Linked DNA regions of Rattus norvegicus: region 1 is linked to region 2. A link is a contact called in public Hi-C data. All regions are on one chromosome and are shown on one strand. Each heading gives the region's core, a stretch centred on a gene start, on an enhancer-like site or on the middle of the called end of the contact. The rest is flanking DNA. Distances are from core to core; before and after follow the strand shown.

Region 1 (7,372 bases), core at 4,528-7,027, 160 kb after region 2:
TGCTTTCCATACCCACTTGGCTGGACGCTGAGCCAGTGATTCCCCAAGGCTCCACCGGGCCTGAGTTAAGGGGCCATAAAGTAGAGCATCCGTCTAGTCTCAGCTGGGGACTCGCCTAGCAATGATCAGATTTTGTTTTTATTTCTTTCCTTATTTTTGTGTCCACTCTAGTGGTTTTGATGGCCTATGTTGTTTTTATTGACCCAGAGGCTCCCCCTGGAGGTCAAAGGAACAAAATGTCCCCAGGGATCAGAACCCATGGCCCTCTGAGGCATGTGTGTGAAAGGGCAGAGGACTCCGGAGCCATACCGACCCTCCTCTGCATCCTTCCGTTTCTCTCTACGTGGTCCCATCACCTGTTTTGCATTTAGAACCAGTGTACATAGTAGGCTTATGTATGGACAGAGAGGTGAGAGAATGTGTTTGTTGGTGACTAATGTAATTTATCAGAATTTGGTGGCCTTTCTTTTGTGTGTTTTCCATGGTGTGGGGAGGGGTTTCCCACTGGTCCCCGTGCAGCCTGTCTGCAGGGGTTCACGTATCATCTCTTGATGTCCAAACAGTCCCTTCTGGCAGGTACTTGGAGGGACAATAGTTTGGGATGAGACATAGCCCCTCTTCTCACCCCCCCATCCTTTCTTGCCAACCCCTCCCCTCCTTTTTTTAAAGGTTACAGGGTTCACTCGCTTCTGGTTATTATTATTGTGTGTTATTGATATTATTGTTTTGTTTTTATTTTAACCAAAGGGTATCAGAGCCAGATGGGTCTGAACCTTAGCTGCTGTAAAGATTTCCGTTTCTATGAGGGCAGGAAGATGGCTGCCCTCGTGGGTCTCCTTGGCTGAGGCTGGGGAAGGCGCCCATCCAGCGATAAAGAGATAGAGGCTGGGAGTCCGGCAGGCAGAGTAGAAGCCGGCCCCCGAGTCTCGTTCTTCAAGGTGGTGGTGGGCTGACACATAGCTCTAGAGTTAAGACAGTAAGCAACAGTATAAACATTTGTGGTGATGGGGAAGTTGGTGTTCTGTGGTATTATTTTATTTCCCAACTGTATAGATAGGTCATTTGTCCAGGGTGTATGAGAAAGGCAGGCTCCTGTGGCTTCCTTCTTCCTGACTTTCGAAGTCTGCTTTCCCCTGGGGGTTGAGGCTTTGAGGCAGGAGGATGAGGGGAGGGGAGCAAAGATGTGGTAGGCCTGCGTCCTGGCTGGGTCTGGGCTCCGGGCCTGGCCTCCTCTTTGTGTTTGTTTTGATTTGTTCGTTTCTTAGTTCGTTGCCAGTGGGTCCTGCTTGTGCCCCCACAGCCTGCTGCTCACTGGGGCAGCGCCTGCCCAGTCTGGACGAACTCGTCCATCCTTGTGAACATGTGCATACTTCCTCTTGACTTTTCTATTTCTGAGCCCAGTGTCATATTGACACTGGTGGTTCAGGGCTTCTCAGATGGGCTCCCCGTGTTGCCCCTGCTCATGCTCCTAGTTTGGGGGTCACATACACAGGCCCAGCAGGGAGACAGCATCCTTTTAGGTCCCTGGTTGGTCATGAAATATACACATGCGTGTACACACACACACACACACACACACACACACACACACACACACACACTCCGCTCTGACTCCAAAGGAGAAAGGTGGGGAGGAGGTTCCACCTCCTCACCGTGGCAGTGTGTCTGGAAGGCATGTCCACTTAGGACTCTGTTCTGTGGGTAGAACTCAGACGTCCTACGGAGTGTCAAACCACTTTGACTTTAGGGTGGGGATGGGTTAAGGGATAAGATAAGGTGTAACTTAAGCTAAATGTATTCTATTTATAAAGCAAGAGACTGTATTTTTATGAAAGGAAAAGGTTTTTAATCTAGGGTAGGCCGTCATGGTGGCACAGCATTTTGCTGTGGCTAAGATACCGTCCTGCTCATTGACTCCCGTGTGTGCTCATCAGTCACCCCTCTCCTCGGCTCGCCTTCCATCGTCAGCAACATCTGCACACAGCTGGGGCAGGAATATGTTGTCCTTTCCCAGCCCACGGCTCCTCAGAAGTCTTGGGAGGAAACTGGGGTGGGGAGGGCGGGTGGACTGCAGAAAACTGAGGTGAGGGAGAGGTGCTTCAGAAGTAGGTTCTGATTAGTCACCCCAAGTCCCCTCTGGCCAGACCTGCTTCCATTCAGCTGTGTGGAGAGAGTAGGAGGGAAGTTCTGTGGGGCTGGGGAACACAGGACTCCTTTGGGGCTTAGGGGCTTACTATGTGTGAAGTTGTCAGGCAGCTGGAGCAGGCACAGAAGGGACCCCGATGCTCAGAGCTCAGCCCTGTCTGTGTCTACTCCAGGTCAAGGTCAAGCTTGGTTTTAGATGAAGGACCAGGAAACTGGAGGCTCTCCTCAGACATACAGTCTCTCTGGGAAGGGATTTCCAGGCTCAGCGTGGGCTGTGTGTGAGTCTCAGGCAAATGCCTCACCTTTCCAGTTCCTTCCCAAGCCCGGAAGAGATGTGAATTCCCCACCATGACATGACCCCTTTCCGCACATTGTAGCATCTACCTGGTTTTTAGTCCCACCCTACCCACCGTTGCTGTGTCTGTCAGCTGGGTCTGAAAATCACCGGGAGGGGTTTGTACTCATAAAAAGACTACTGACCCTACCAGAAAACCAACCTGTTTACTGTACTGTTGTAAATACTGTGCCCTTTATATCCTGTATATTGGCTTCTTTGGAATAAAGTAAAATGTCTTAGAACACACGGTGTATGCTTCTTTGTGTCCTGATGGTTGTGGGAGGGGTAAGAAGACTAAAGCAAACTTATTAACCAATCAGTGATAAGATAGGGAACTACCTATTTGCATGGTACAGTAAGATCTCCCTGAATGTCAGGCAGGGGTGGCTCACATCTTTAATCCCAGCACTCAGGAGGTAGATCTCTATAAGTTCAAGGACAGCCAGGTCTACAAAGCCAGTTCCAGGATAGTCACAAATCCTGTCTTGAGAAACCAGATAACAACAAACAAAAACAAAAAACCTCCCAGAAGGAAACAAGGCAGGAAGAATTAGACAGAAGAGACCCAGAGGGACCCCAGGCTAATTGGCATTGCCTGGTCTGAAGTTGAGGTCCCACCAACTACAAAGCTCCCATTTCACAGACATCTCCAGAATGTTTACAAGCAGCACCTGCTGGATTCTGGTTTGATACTGTCTACTGTTAACAGTCACTTTATTTATTTATTTATTTTGGCTTGGGCTGTTCATTCTGTGTTGGCCCTGGGGGTGAGGGGCAGCGGGGCAGCACAGTCCCTAGAGAGTCAGCTGAGCTTGACAGCCTCAGAGGTATCTTTGAGGTCAACAATGGGAGGGCAGGAAGTAAAGTGCTTGCAGGGCCCTCTGTCCCAGCTACCCTCCTTGCTCCAGACACTCCTAGATGTGCAAACAGGACTCTCCGAGGTGACCAGCCAGGCTGGGGTGAGATGCTGTCCCGACGCCCCTAGGGCCGGGAGCCCAGACAGGGTGAGCCCAGAACCAACTGTCCACTGATTGTCTGCTTGTCTCTTCGGTGGCCCTGGAGCTCTGCCTGGCATTGGGCTGTGGTCCAGGATGGGCCTCACCTGCAGAGTCGCTGCAGCTGCTCTCCACAAGGTTCTGCCTGTACAATGCCTCCTTCGCAGCCTCCTTGCTTCCACCATAGCCGAGGTGCTGGGCAGCTGTGGCCTCACTCCACTGTGAACTGCCGCTTCCAAGGATGGAGAGAAACTTGGTCATATCTAGGAAGCACCCCTTTCCTAGTCAGATCTCCCAGAGTGTTTTAAATGGTGTAATTGGCAGGAAAGGGAGAAGACCAGGGTGATGGGTGTTCAAGGCGGATATTGTTATCCCATTTTACAGAAGAGGAAACTAAGGCCCATAGAGTCCATATGGGATAGTTTTTATGTCAGCTTGACATGAGCTGGTGGCATCTGAAGGAGGGAACCAAAATTGAGAAGACTCCTCTAAAAGACCAGGCTGTGGGCAAGCCTGGGGGGCTTTTCCTTTTTTCCCCTATTTTATTTATTATTGTTGTTATTATTACCATCATTATTGTAGTCCGTTTGAGACAAGGGTTCTCCGTATATACTGGAACTCACACTGTAGACTAGGCTAGACTCGAACTCAGAGATCTGCCTGCATCTACCCCCCAAGTGCTGGACATAAAGACACTGTACTACCACTGCTCAGTTCCTTGGGCATTTCCTTAATTAGTGATTGATGTGGGAGGACCCAGCCCATTCTAGGTGGTCCAACATCTGGACTGGTGATCCACCCAGCAAGGCTGAGCAAGCCAGTAAGCAGCGCCCCTCCATGGCTTCTGCATCAGCTCCTGCCTTCAGGTTCCTATCTCAGTGATGACCTGAGAATTTGCAAATGTAAACCCTTAACTCCCCTCTTGCTTTTTGGTCATGGTGTTATTTTTTAGGTGAATTTGCCTGCTGTGGTATCAAACTAGAATTGGACAGAAGGGACCCCAAAGTAAATACGCTGGTTACATTGTCAGAGACATAGAAATACAGTATTAGAATAAGGTAGGGGGTTGGGGATTTAGCTCAGTGGTAGAGCGCTTGCCTAGCAAGCACAAGGCTCTGGGTTCGGTACCCAGCTCCAAAAAAAAGAAAAGAAAAAAAAAAAAAAAAGAATAAGGTAGGAAGGGGGGCTGAGGTGGCAAAGCCCTTTAATCCCAGCATTCTGGAGGCAGACAGACAGCTTGAATCTCTATAAATTCAAGGCCAGCGTGGTCTATAGAGTGAATTCCAGGACAGCCAAGGATGCACAGAGAAAACCCGTCTGGAAAAGTAAAACCAAACCAAACCAAAATAAATAAATAAATTAAAAAAATAAATAAACTAAAAAGACAAAAAGAATAAAGTAAGAAAACCCATAACAGTATCTCAGGAATACAGTGGTTCCCTCAGGCATCATCCTAAGAGCAGGCTTCAGAAGCCGTTGTAATACGTTTGAGTATTTATCAAACAATCTCTCAAGCAGAAAACTTTATCCGGGGGCAGAGGGACAGAGGCAGGAACAACTGGTTTTTGTGGCCAGAGGCTTTTAAGAAAAGGAAGAAAGAAGAAAAATAAATAAATAAAACGAAGAATGCTAAGTACAGGCCGGCTAGGGATTTATCGCGTACTGATACCAATCTGGAAGGAAGCAGGCCCAGGCAGCGGGCTTGGCCCTGAGCCAGGTTGGGAGGTGGGGAGTGGGGGGACAGATCAGGCTCCATCTAGGGTGGCAGACCCCCGGGTGGCGGTGGGAAGCTGGCCTTAGTGTGGTCCTGCGGGCCGGGGCAGAGTGATGGCCCGCAGGTGTCCAGCAAGGGCCGGGGACCCTTGCAGCACCTGTCGCATCGACCAGGTCCCCCGGCCCCTTCTACAAGTGAGCACGTGTTCTGTGCAGGATCTGTCATTGGCTCCTGCTGGTCTGCCTAAGAAGGCTGCAACTTGCCGGTCCTGCTGATTGGCCCGGAGGCTTTCATGCATGACTCTGATTGGTCAGTGAGGCTCACGCCCTCTTTCCTTGGGTCATACCATAAGGAGAGGAGGCGAGGAGAAGAGGGTATCATTTCGGGACTTTCCTGCCGCGTTCCCTTGACCCGCAGCCCACAGTAGTATTTTTTTATATTAAATAAGTCTGATGTTTATTCACAAGGGGGGTACCCGCGGAGAGAACCAGGGGCAGGTGGACTGGTAGATGCTGCGCCTCCCGCCGAGGTGGTGCGCTCCGGGCTTGCCTAGTCCTGCGGTTCAGGGCTCACTCTGAGCTTCCCACAACCGCTCAAGACTCTTAGAACCTCTGTGATGCTGCCGCCGGCTTTGCTTCGCCGATCCCTGCTGTCCTACGCCTGGAGGGGCTCTGGGTGAGTGAACCCCTCTGCTGCCTGACCCCTAAATGCCGCGGGCAAATCCCGGTCTGCTCGGTCTGCAGCCATGCTCTCCAGGGTCCCCATGGTTCCCCTAAGCTCGGGGTCGCGTCCTGCAGAGCCACTCTCCCATGGAGACCCTGTGGCCCCTTACCAGGTCTCTTTAGAGCAGTGGTTCTCAACTTTCCTAATGCTGCGACCCTTTAATAGTGTTCCTCATGGTGTGGTGACCCCCCAACTGTAAAATTCTGCCACTTTATGACAGCATTTTGCTGTCATGAATCGTAATGTAAATATCTAATATGCAAAATAGCTGATTTGGAACCCCTGTGAAAGGGTCGCTCGAGGTAGTGTCCTTAAGGTTGAGAACCACTGTCCTAGATGGTCAGTTTTCCTTAGCCAAGGAACCCCTGGGTAGGGTGTGGCGCCCAGACTTGTGCCCACGCCCCCTTCCTCCACTCTTCTTCCTCCTAACCCTGGATATTCCAAATTTACCAATTCTCCCTGACCTTGGACAACCTCGCGTTCACATTCTGAAGCCTCCTGACAGCCCCAGGGACCTCTCTAGTCTTCTCCCTTTCTCTTCAATATTGGGCTTTTATGGGTGCCATAATGACTTTTATTACTTGTGATGCGGCTCTGTGAGGCATGGGGCTTGTTCTGAGATTAGCATAAGTTCATTCAGACAAGTTCCTTAAAAAGCACTCTGGAGGCAGAGGCAAGCAGATTGCTGACTGAGTTCAGGTCCAGCCTGGCCTACAGAGCAAGTTCTGGGAGGATCAGGGATACACGGAGAAACCCTATTTCAAACACACACACACACACACACACACACACACACACACACACACACACACACACACAGTGTTTTTTAGTACCTGGGAGGCAAGAGGCAGGCTGGGCTCTGAGGGTTCAAGGCCAGGCCAGCTTGGTCTGTGTAGTGAGTGCAAGGTCCGCCAGGGTTTCATGAGAGACCCTGTCTCCAAAGAGGTGTCTGGCTTCCACTGTATGGACTGCCAGTTTGGTTCAAACATCTCTCTGAGGTGTAGACACAGTCCTGACAAGCTCTAAGGCAGAGAGCGGCTTGCTGTTCAGCCAGAACCTTGGGCCCCTCAGGGATGTGTTCCAAGACTGCCCCATTCAAGCCCGCTGCTTGGGTATTAGTCCCCATTTCTGTCTGCCTTCCTTGTAGAGTTACACAGCACCCCGCACTCCTACTTTGGTTACTATTTGCCTGCTCTGTGGCCTGCGTCCGACCATGTCTACCTCCACTGATTTGTGACCTTTTTGAGTTAATCAGTGGCCCTTTCCCTGCCCCCATGGGATGGCGTGGATAAGTTTCAGCCCTTCTGCATGGTGTGTGAAACCGTTAGGCAAAGGGCATGCATGGGGCTGGGGAGGAGTGTGCTCCTCTTGGGAACTGAGCCTGCAGCTCTTCTGTTTCTTCCTGCTCTGAGACCACCCACTGCAGAGCCCGGATGGAAGGCCCGGATGGGCAGAGCC
Region 2 (7,104 bases), core at 3,380-5,879:
GAAGTGTGGGGTTTCTCAGATGACCTCCATCCACCTGGAGGAGGAGAAGGAGGAGGAGGAGGAGGAGGAGGAGGAGGAGGAGGAAGAGAGGCTGAAAGTAGATACCAAGGAGGGAGCTCCTGGCTCTGGGTCCTTAGTGCTCTCTAAGGGTGTCCCATGTCCGTGCAGTTACCTGGACGAGCTGAGTGTGGCTGGGGAGTGTGCTGCAGAGTACCTGGCTCTCTACCAGAAGCTCATCGCCTCCTGCCACTGGAAAGTCTACCTGGCTGCTCGGGGAGTCCTGCCCTACGTGGGCAACCTCATCACCAAGGTGATGGATCTGTCCCTCCCCCACTTCTTCTTTCTCTACTTTTGTCAGTTCTTGCTTGCTGAGAAGACACATTTGTGGAATTAATTAGTTTCCAGACTTTACTGTAATTCGGATGGCTGTGCCGTCTGTTAAGGGTATTTGAGCTGCTTCGGGGTAAACAGTCTCTCAGCAATGCTTCAGCCTCTTTGGCCTCTCGGAAAGGCATTTTTTAAGGATTAGAATGGATGTGTGGCTTAAGCACCTCTGATGGGGACTGCGTCCTGGGGCGGAGGTGGCCTCATTGCACTGCTTGTCGCCCTGTTTAGGAAATCGCCCGCCTGCTGGCCTTGGAGGAGGCCACACTGAGCACAGACCTGCAGCAGGGATATGCCCTCAAGAGTCTCACAGGTAGAGCCATCAGCCCCTCCCTTGGGTGTGCTCCTGGGGCCAGTGCACGTCTCCCTCTAGAAGTTCTCTTCCTTGATGGGCCTGCGCGTTTGAGCTCCTCACTGCCAGCTATTTGACTCATTGGGCATCTCCTTGCTTTTTGGTTTTCTTGTTTCTTTTTTTTTTTTTTTTTCTTTTTTTTTTCTTTTTTTTCGGAGCTGGGGACCGAACCCAGGGCCTTGCGCTTGCTAGGCAAGCGTTCTACCACTGAGCTAAATCCCCAACCGGTTTTCTTGTTTCTGTGGTAGCCCAGGCCTGCTGTGTCCTGCAGATCTTACGGCAGTATCTCCTGTCCCCGCAGGCCTCCTCTCCTCCTTTGTAGAGGTGGAGTCCATCAAGCGTCATTTCAAGAGCCGCTTGGTGGGCACTGTGCTGAATGGGTACCTGTGCTTGCGGAAACTAGTGCTGCAGAGGACCAAGCTCATCGATGAGACCCAGGACATGCTGCTGGAGATGCTGGAGGACATGACCACAGGTAACCCTGCCCACTCCGCTTGGAGTAGGTGAGATGCACACAGATGTTGTTTCTTGGTACCACAGCACCAAAAGGCACACAGCTCTTGGGTTTGGGAGAGAAGCCTGTCTGACGAGCATGGTGGTGCTTAGTGTTAGCCCTCGAGCTGGGCTCATCGGTGCTTTTCCTGTGTTGAGCTCCCAGAGAAGGGAGAGGTAGAGGTCTCAGGCTGGTGTCTCCAGTCATCTGGGATGTTCTCATTGTCTCTCGTCAGTGGCCTTGCTGTGTTCTCCATAGCTGTTCTCATCCCTGTCTTTCTTCTGTACTGTTCAGCCTGTTAATCTGCTGTTGTTCTTATAGCTCAAGATTTTGTAGCCAAGAAACCTCCTGTTTATAGAGCACATTTGTGCCTGGTCAATCACTCGAAAGTTTAAAGTTCCCAGGCCCATTTGTGTTTGCTTTTCTGGTTTCTAGATGGTGTTCTCAAACTGGTATTTTATGATTTGGAGTTGTGAATTCCTATTCCTGAAGTTTATTATGGAAATTCTTTAGAAGCAAAGAATGATAATACCTGCCTTTATCCCAGCACTTGGGAGGTTGAGGCAAGAGGGCAGACACAACCAAGACAGGAGCTAGAAAGAGAGCTCAGTGGTCAAGAACACCCGCTGCTCACGCAGGGCCTGGCTTTGTTTCCATGTTAGACAGCTCACGACCACTCACAGGATCCAGCATCATCCTCCTGTCCCCTAGAGGTGCCTGCACTTCAAACACATGCACATGCAGATTCACATGCAGATATCAGTGAAAATTCAATAAAAGCAAAGAGGAAAAATAAATTCTTTAGGCCCCATGCAAGCTGGTCTTCTCCACACGGGTTTGTGACTGCTGCCTCTGTAAGGGCCCCTAGGCTGTCCCTGGCATGCCGTCATCCAACTTCCTCAGACTTCGAGGGATTGTGGAGTTTGGGTGTCACGCGAGGGAGGGGATAGCATTTAGCTCTCACTTGTCCCTCCCCCATTACCATTTTTGTAAGGAAGGACAATTTGCCTTCAGTTATGTGACTGTAGAAGAGAGAAGGTGGCTCTAGTTGACCTTCACAGCGAAGCTGGCTGTGCTCCTGAGGGGGCAGCTGTGTGATGGCCAGGGCTCCAGGCCGCTCCCCACTGGCTCCTCATCTCGGCTGACTGAGGCTCTGTCTCCAGCACTCACTTCCTGCAGGCCGTGGGAACTAAAGCTTCATGGGAACTAAACCAAAACCACTGTGGGCCCTGCTTCTCTGGGGCCCTGAGTTCTTTCCTTTGGTGGGCTTTTATTCTTCACTAGTGTAATAGTTCACCGATGGTTTGAGCTTTTTTTCAACTGACAGGAGTGAAAAGTTACTCTAGCCAACTTCATCTGCCTGGCTTCCCAAAAGGGAAGTCCTGTGTTGCTTTTGAGAACCTGTTTTGGCAAAGGAGGTATAGTCCTTCTCCTTAAGGAAAGTCGTGCTCTCAGAGAGACTGGAACAAGCACATGGTTTGACTTGGGGTGGAGGCTTCTCATTGAGTGTCGCTGATGTTACTGTGTAGAGTGTTCAGAAACCTAGCAGGCAGGAGGTGCCTGTCAGAGAAGGTGCTTCATTGTCTCAGCTCAGCTCATGCAGGCGAGGCTCTTCCCTGACTCCTTTGGCCACTTTCTTGGCAGGTACAGAGTCTGAAACCAAGGCCTTCATGGCTGTGTGCATTGAGACAGCCAAGCGCTACAATCTGGATGACTACCGGACTCCTGTGTTCATCTTTGAGAGGCTGTGCAGCATCATCTACCCTGTAAGCAGCGTGCTTGCTCCCCACAACCCACGGGTGTCAGCCTCAGTGACTTGCCCACAGGGTGGATAACTTAGTATCTTTATCCCCAGATCCACTGACAGAGTGGAAACAGCTTACTAATTTCCCTCCTCTAACAAGGGAAGCCAGTGGTCTTTTTACCTGAAGGCCAAGATTAACCCTTCTTAAAATTAGGCCTCACCTCCTGTTGCATGGGCAGCAGCAATTCTGGGGTAGAGTTGGGTATATTGGGTATATTGCTGTCCTTCTCTTCTGCACCTTGGGTTCTTCAGGCATGCACGCCACATGTGTGTCTTTCCTATGGTCTGGCTCAGAGACCTTTCTCATTGTTGAGGGAAACAGCAACATTCTTGGTTATTGATGGCATCAAGGTTGGCCTGTCAGAGATTGTCACAGAAAGAAAAAAGCCCCTTCTCTGCTCCAAGTTTCCAGTGAATCTTGCCTGGCCTCAAACTGGTCCACATCTCATTGGACAGCACCTCGCTCCTGTCTCCCTGGCCATTAGGCCATCTCTTGTTAATCTGTAAGGGACACATGAGCTTCAGGCTGCTGAGTGGTGATTTCCATGGTCTCTGGCCACCTGCCGGTCAACATGTTTAATGAGTAGGCATGGTGTTCTTGCTGTGTTTTCATTCTGGTGCCCACAGAACCGCTCAGTGCTGGTCCCTTCCCACACGTTCCTCTTTCTATCCCTTAGGAGGAAAATGAAGTCACTGAGTTCTTTGTGACCCTGGAGAAGGACCCCCAGCAAGAGGACTTTCTACAGGGCAGGATGCCCGGAAACCCATATAGCAGCAATGAACCAGGCATTGGGCCTCTTATGAGGGACATAAAGAACAAGATCTGCCAGGACTGTGACCTGGTGGCTCTTCTGGAGGACGACAGTGGGATGGAGGTAAGAGCTGGGCTGTGCTGGTCACTCACCAGGAGCACAGCTTTGAGCCACTGATTAACCTTGTAGGAGGTTAGTCTGTAAAGTGGGCTAATGGGTCCAGTCTCCCTGTCTCTCCTGCTGTAGAGGAGGAGGGCTCTGACCAGCCCTGGCCTGGAACAGCAGGTGCTTGATGGTTGTTGTTTGGAGCGGTGGTAGGCCTTTGTCACCGTTGCTTCTGGCAGGGTTTTCTAGAGATTGCAGGTTAATGGAGCCCCAGGAGTCATGGTGTTTTGACACCAGTATGTGGATCATAGCCCCTGTTAATACCCAGAGCCTTGTAGATTCTGACAGACTACTTATTGGGTCTGGCATTACCACCAGTATGATTAAAGGCAAAGGTGATTTTTTTTCTGGTGTTCAAGATGAAAAGTCTTCAGTTGGATCTAAACTGGAGTCCATGTGGATTAAACATTTGTCCCCCAACGTTGTACACATAAAATGCTGGGTGTTGTGCATGCACATGCATTTCCCTGGAGAGTGAGCTTTGACAGGGCCCTGTGATGAGCCACAAGGGTAGCCTGTGAGCTTCCTTGTCATAATTTCTCCTCTGTTTTCCAGCTTCTAGTGAACAATAAAATTATCAGTCTGGATCTTCCTGTGGCTGAGGTTTACAAGAAGGTCTGGTGTACGACCAATGAGGTATGTGCTTGCTTTCTCCAGGAGCTGTGTGTGGGCTGCCTTTTCTGCCCTCAGGACTGGCTAAGTGGAGTTGCTGTGAATCACCGTGGCCTTGTGGCCACTGTAGCTTTACTTCCTTTCTGAAGAAGTGCATTGTGTTGCCAGATCGGGAGGCATCTGGCTGTTGTCAGTCAGATAGCTTCAAGGAGGCGTGCGTGAGCCTTGTGCCTTTGCTTTTCTCTCAACTGAGGTTGGGCCTCTTGGGTCCCCAGCTTGGTGCCTGGCACAGGCAGACTCTCCCGACGGCTTCTTCTGTCCATTCCAGGCTATGTGTGTGTTAGCCTGCTGATTGGGATGAACCCTCTTTGTCTCTGATGAATGAAGACCCTGGTCTGTCTGTGGGCAAAGAGTGACGCATCTGCTCTGGGTTCCTGAAATTTGTACCACATTCTTTGGTTCAAATACAGTTGTTTGTCCTCTAGCCCCAGTAGGCAGAGAGAAGAGAGAGCTCTTCCTGAGATCAGCACAGACTTAGAATTGGGCCTTTACTTCTAGCCTAGTCAAGTATGCTGTCGAAACAAAACACTCAGGAAGTAGTGGTTGGAGCTCTTGCCTACCCAGTGCTCTAATGGAGTCCAATAGGATTGTGTGTCTGTAGTGCTTCTCACAGAGCCTGGCCTGCAGCAGGCACTGAACAGAGCGAATCTCTTCCACAGCCTTTGAGTCCAGTCCCTGTCTTGTTAAAGAAACGGAGGCTCACATCACCAAGGCATTGAGCAAGTCCAAGGGTGAAGAAGGCTTGCAGTTTTCTAGGCCTGTTTATGAGTCTACCTTTCCAACTTTTCTCTACCTAGGGAGAGCCCATGAGGATTGTTTATCGAATGCGGGGGCTACTGGGCGATGCCACCGAGGAGTTTATCGAGTCCCTGGACTCCACCACAGGTACAGCCCTCTCCACATATGATACTGCATGTTGGACTTCAGCTAGAGCAGACATGTCTCAGAGTATGGTGGCCTGTGCTCTGCATCACACTGTAAGGGAGAAAGGCATCTGTGGGCTGACATAGGTACCTGTTGGGATGAAAACATTCAGGCTGTCAAGGGAAAGATTCAGTTAGCAGGCTTGTGTTCAGATTTCTTTCTGCTTGGTTCTCTGTTCCGTTGACAGTGGTATTTGCTTGTACTTTGCTATAATAGCAGAAAACTGTAGTGGACCGAACCTCTGAGCAAGGCCCCTATGGGAGTGAGTGCAAATCGGTTATAGTCCGACCTTAATTCCAGCTAGGGAAAGGGCTGTGTGCTCTCAGCCCAGGAGAGCACTGATCTAGGCAATACGTACATTTTGAACTTGTGCTCCTCTTGGTTTCCCTTTTCCCCCAGATGAAGAAGAGGACGAAGAGGAAGTGTACAGAATGGCCGGTGTGATGGCCCAGTGCGGGGGTCTGCAGTGCATGCTGAACAGACTGGCAGGAGTCAAAGATTTTAAGCAGGGGCGCCACCTTCTAACAGTGAGTTGTGGGCAGTATGACTGCCAGGCTCTATGTGAAGCCGTGGTCGTTGAGCTACTTGACACTAGAGGGCAGTGTGGTACAGCAGAGACCAGTGCTAGTGCTGGCTTTCCCCAAACCTTGGACATCTGGGATTCCCAGTGCTCCCTCTTCCCGGCCCCACTGCCTTAGATCTGGGCTGTGGCAGTCTTCTCCCGTACCTCTTTAGTGATCAGGAACCATGACTGCTTCTCTCTGTAACCGCTCTTAATGCCAGTCATTGTTGGTTTACGGTTGCCTTTAAACTAGATTCTCCCTCCGTCGTAGGCTGTTGTCTGGAGGGTCATGTGTCTCACTAGTCTGGGGATTCCAGAGTCACCACAGAGACCTCACTAATATCTTTACCTCGTGGGCTGTAGAAGGACAAACACTCTTGTGTCATTTGAATGGCCTACCTGGTTTTTGGCCTCCATAGGCTATGTCCGTTAGGATGTTTGTCTGCTGCTAGTTCAGAAACTTGGTTGGTGCTAGGTTTCCCCAGGATAGTGGGACACCAACCACTTGGTTAATTAAGAACCACTGTCACTTCCGTCATATAGGGGAACAGAGAATGCGGGAGAATGTTGCCACTTAAGATGCTGACCTGGTATGAGAGCCCAGGGTCACCTTGCTGTTCAGAAGGAGTGGCTGCTGCCTGAGAAGTCGCCTTAGAGCAGCGAATCTCAGCCTGTGGGTTGTGACCCCTTCAGAAGTCACATACCAACTTTCCTGCATATCAGATATTTACATTACAGTAGCAAAATTAATTTTATGTTTGGGGTCACCACACCATGAGGAGCTGTATTAAAGGGTCGCAGCCCTAGGAAAGTTGAGAACCACTCCCCATACTTTTCTGTGGATATGTCTTCGGCACTTGTACACCGTATGCTCATGGGTGTTCTCACGGACCTCTGGGCTGGCCTCTCTTCACAGGTGCTCCTGAAGCTGTTCAGTTACTGTGTGAAGGTGAAAGTCAATCGGCAACAGTTGGTCAAGCTGGAAATGAACACCTT

Evidence for each region. A called contact is a pair of places that touch in the nucleus more often than the background predicts.
Region 1: a Hi-C map of Schwann cells shows a contact between it and region 2, with 5 times the contacts expected there. The contact joins the promoter of Aldh4a1 here to the enhancer-like site in region 2. A contact is called at or near these places in 12 of 12 Hi-C or Micro-C datasets (the A7r5 cell line, the Rat2 cell line, Schwann cells and 7 more) and 1 of 1 datasets of contacts at active chromatin or transcription factors (oligodendrocytes).

What each region holds. Positions count from the first base shown.
Region 1 is chr5:157,157,412-157,164,783 of GRCr8, forward strand. Aldh4a1 (aldehyde dehydrogenase 4 family, member A1) reads left to right here and starts at 5,778. Exons shown (of 15, transcript NM_001134698.1): 1 at 5,778-5,866. The coding sequence starts at 5,808. Iffo2 (intermediate filament family orphan 2) reads left to right here. Exons shown (of 9, transcript NM_001134703.2): 9 at 1-2,724.
Region 2 is chr5:157,001,907-157,009,010 of GRCr8, forward strand. Ubr4 (ubiquitin protein ligase E3 component n-recognin 4) reads left to right here. Exons shown (of 106, transcript NM_001395108.1): 85 at 169-310; 86 at 616-697; 87 at 1,038-1,211; 88 at 2,874-2,995; 89 at 3,711-3,908; 90 at 4,506-4,586; 91 at 5,420-5,507; 92 at 5,946-6,073; 93 at 7,025-7,104. Among named protein-coding and RNA genes, the nearest start is that of Trnav-aac3, 36 kb to the left of the region's middle. Within about 2 kb of position 4,630, at least 5 of the 93 cell types and tissues checked have an H3K27ac peak or open chromatin away from gene starts, as enhancers often do. A contact at or near this core is called in Schwann cells, where this site is marked.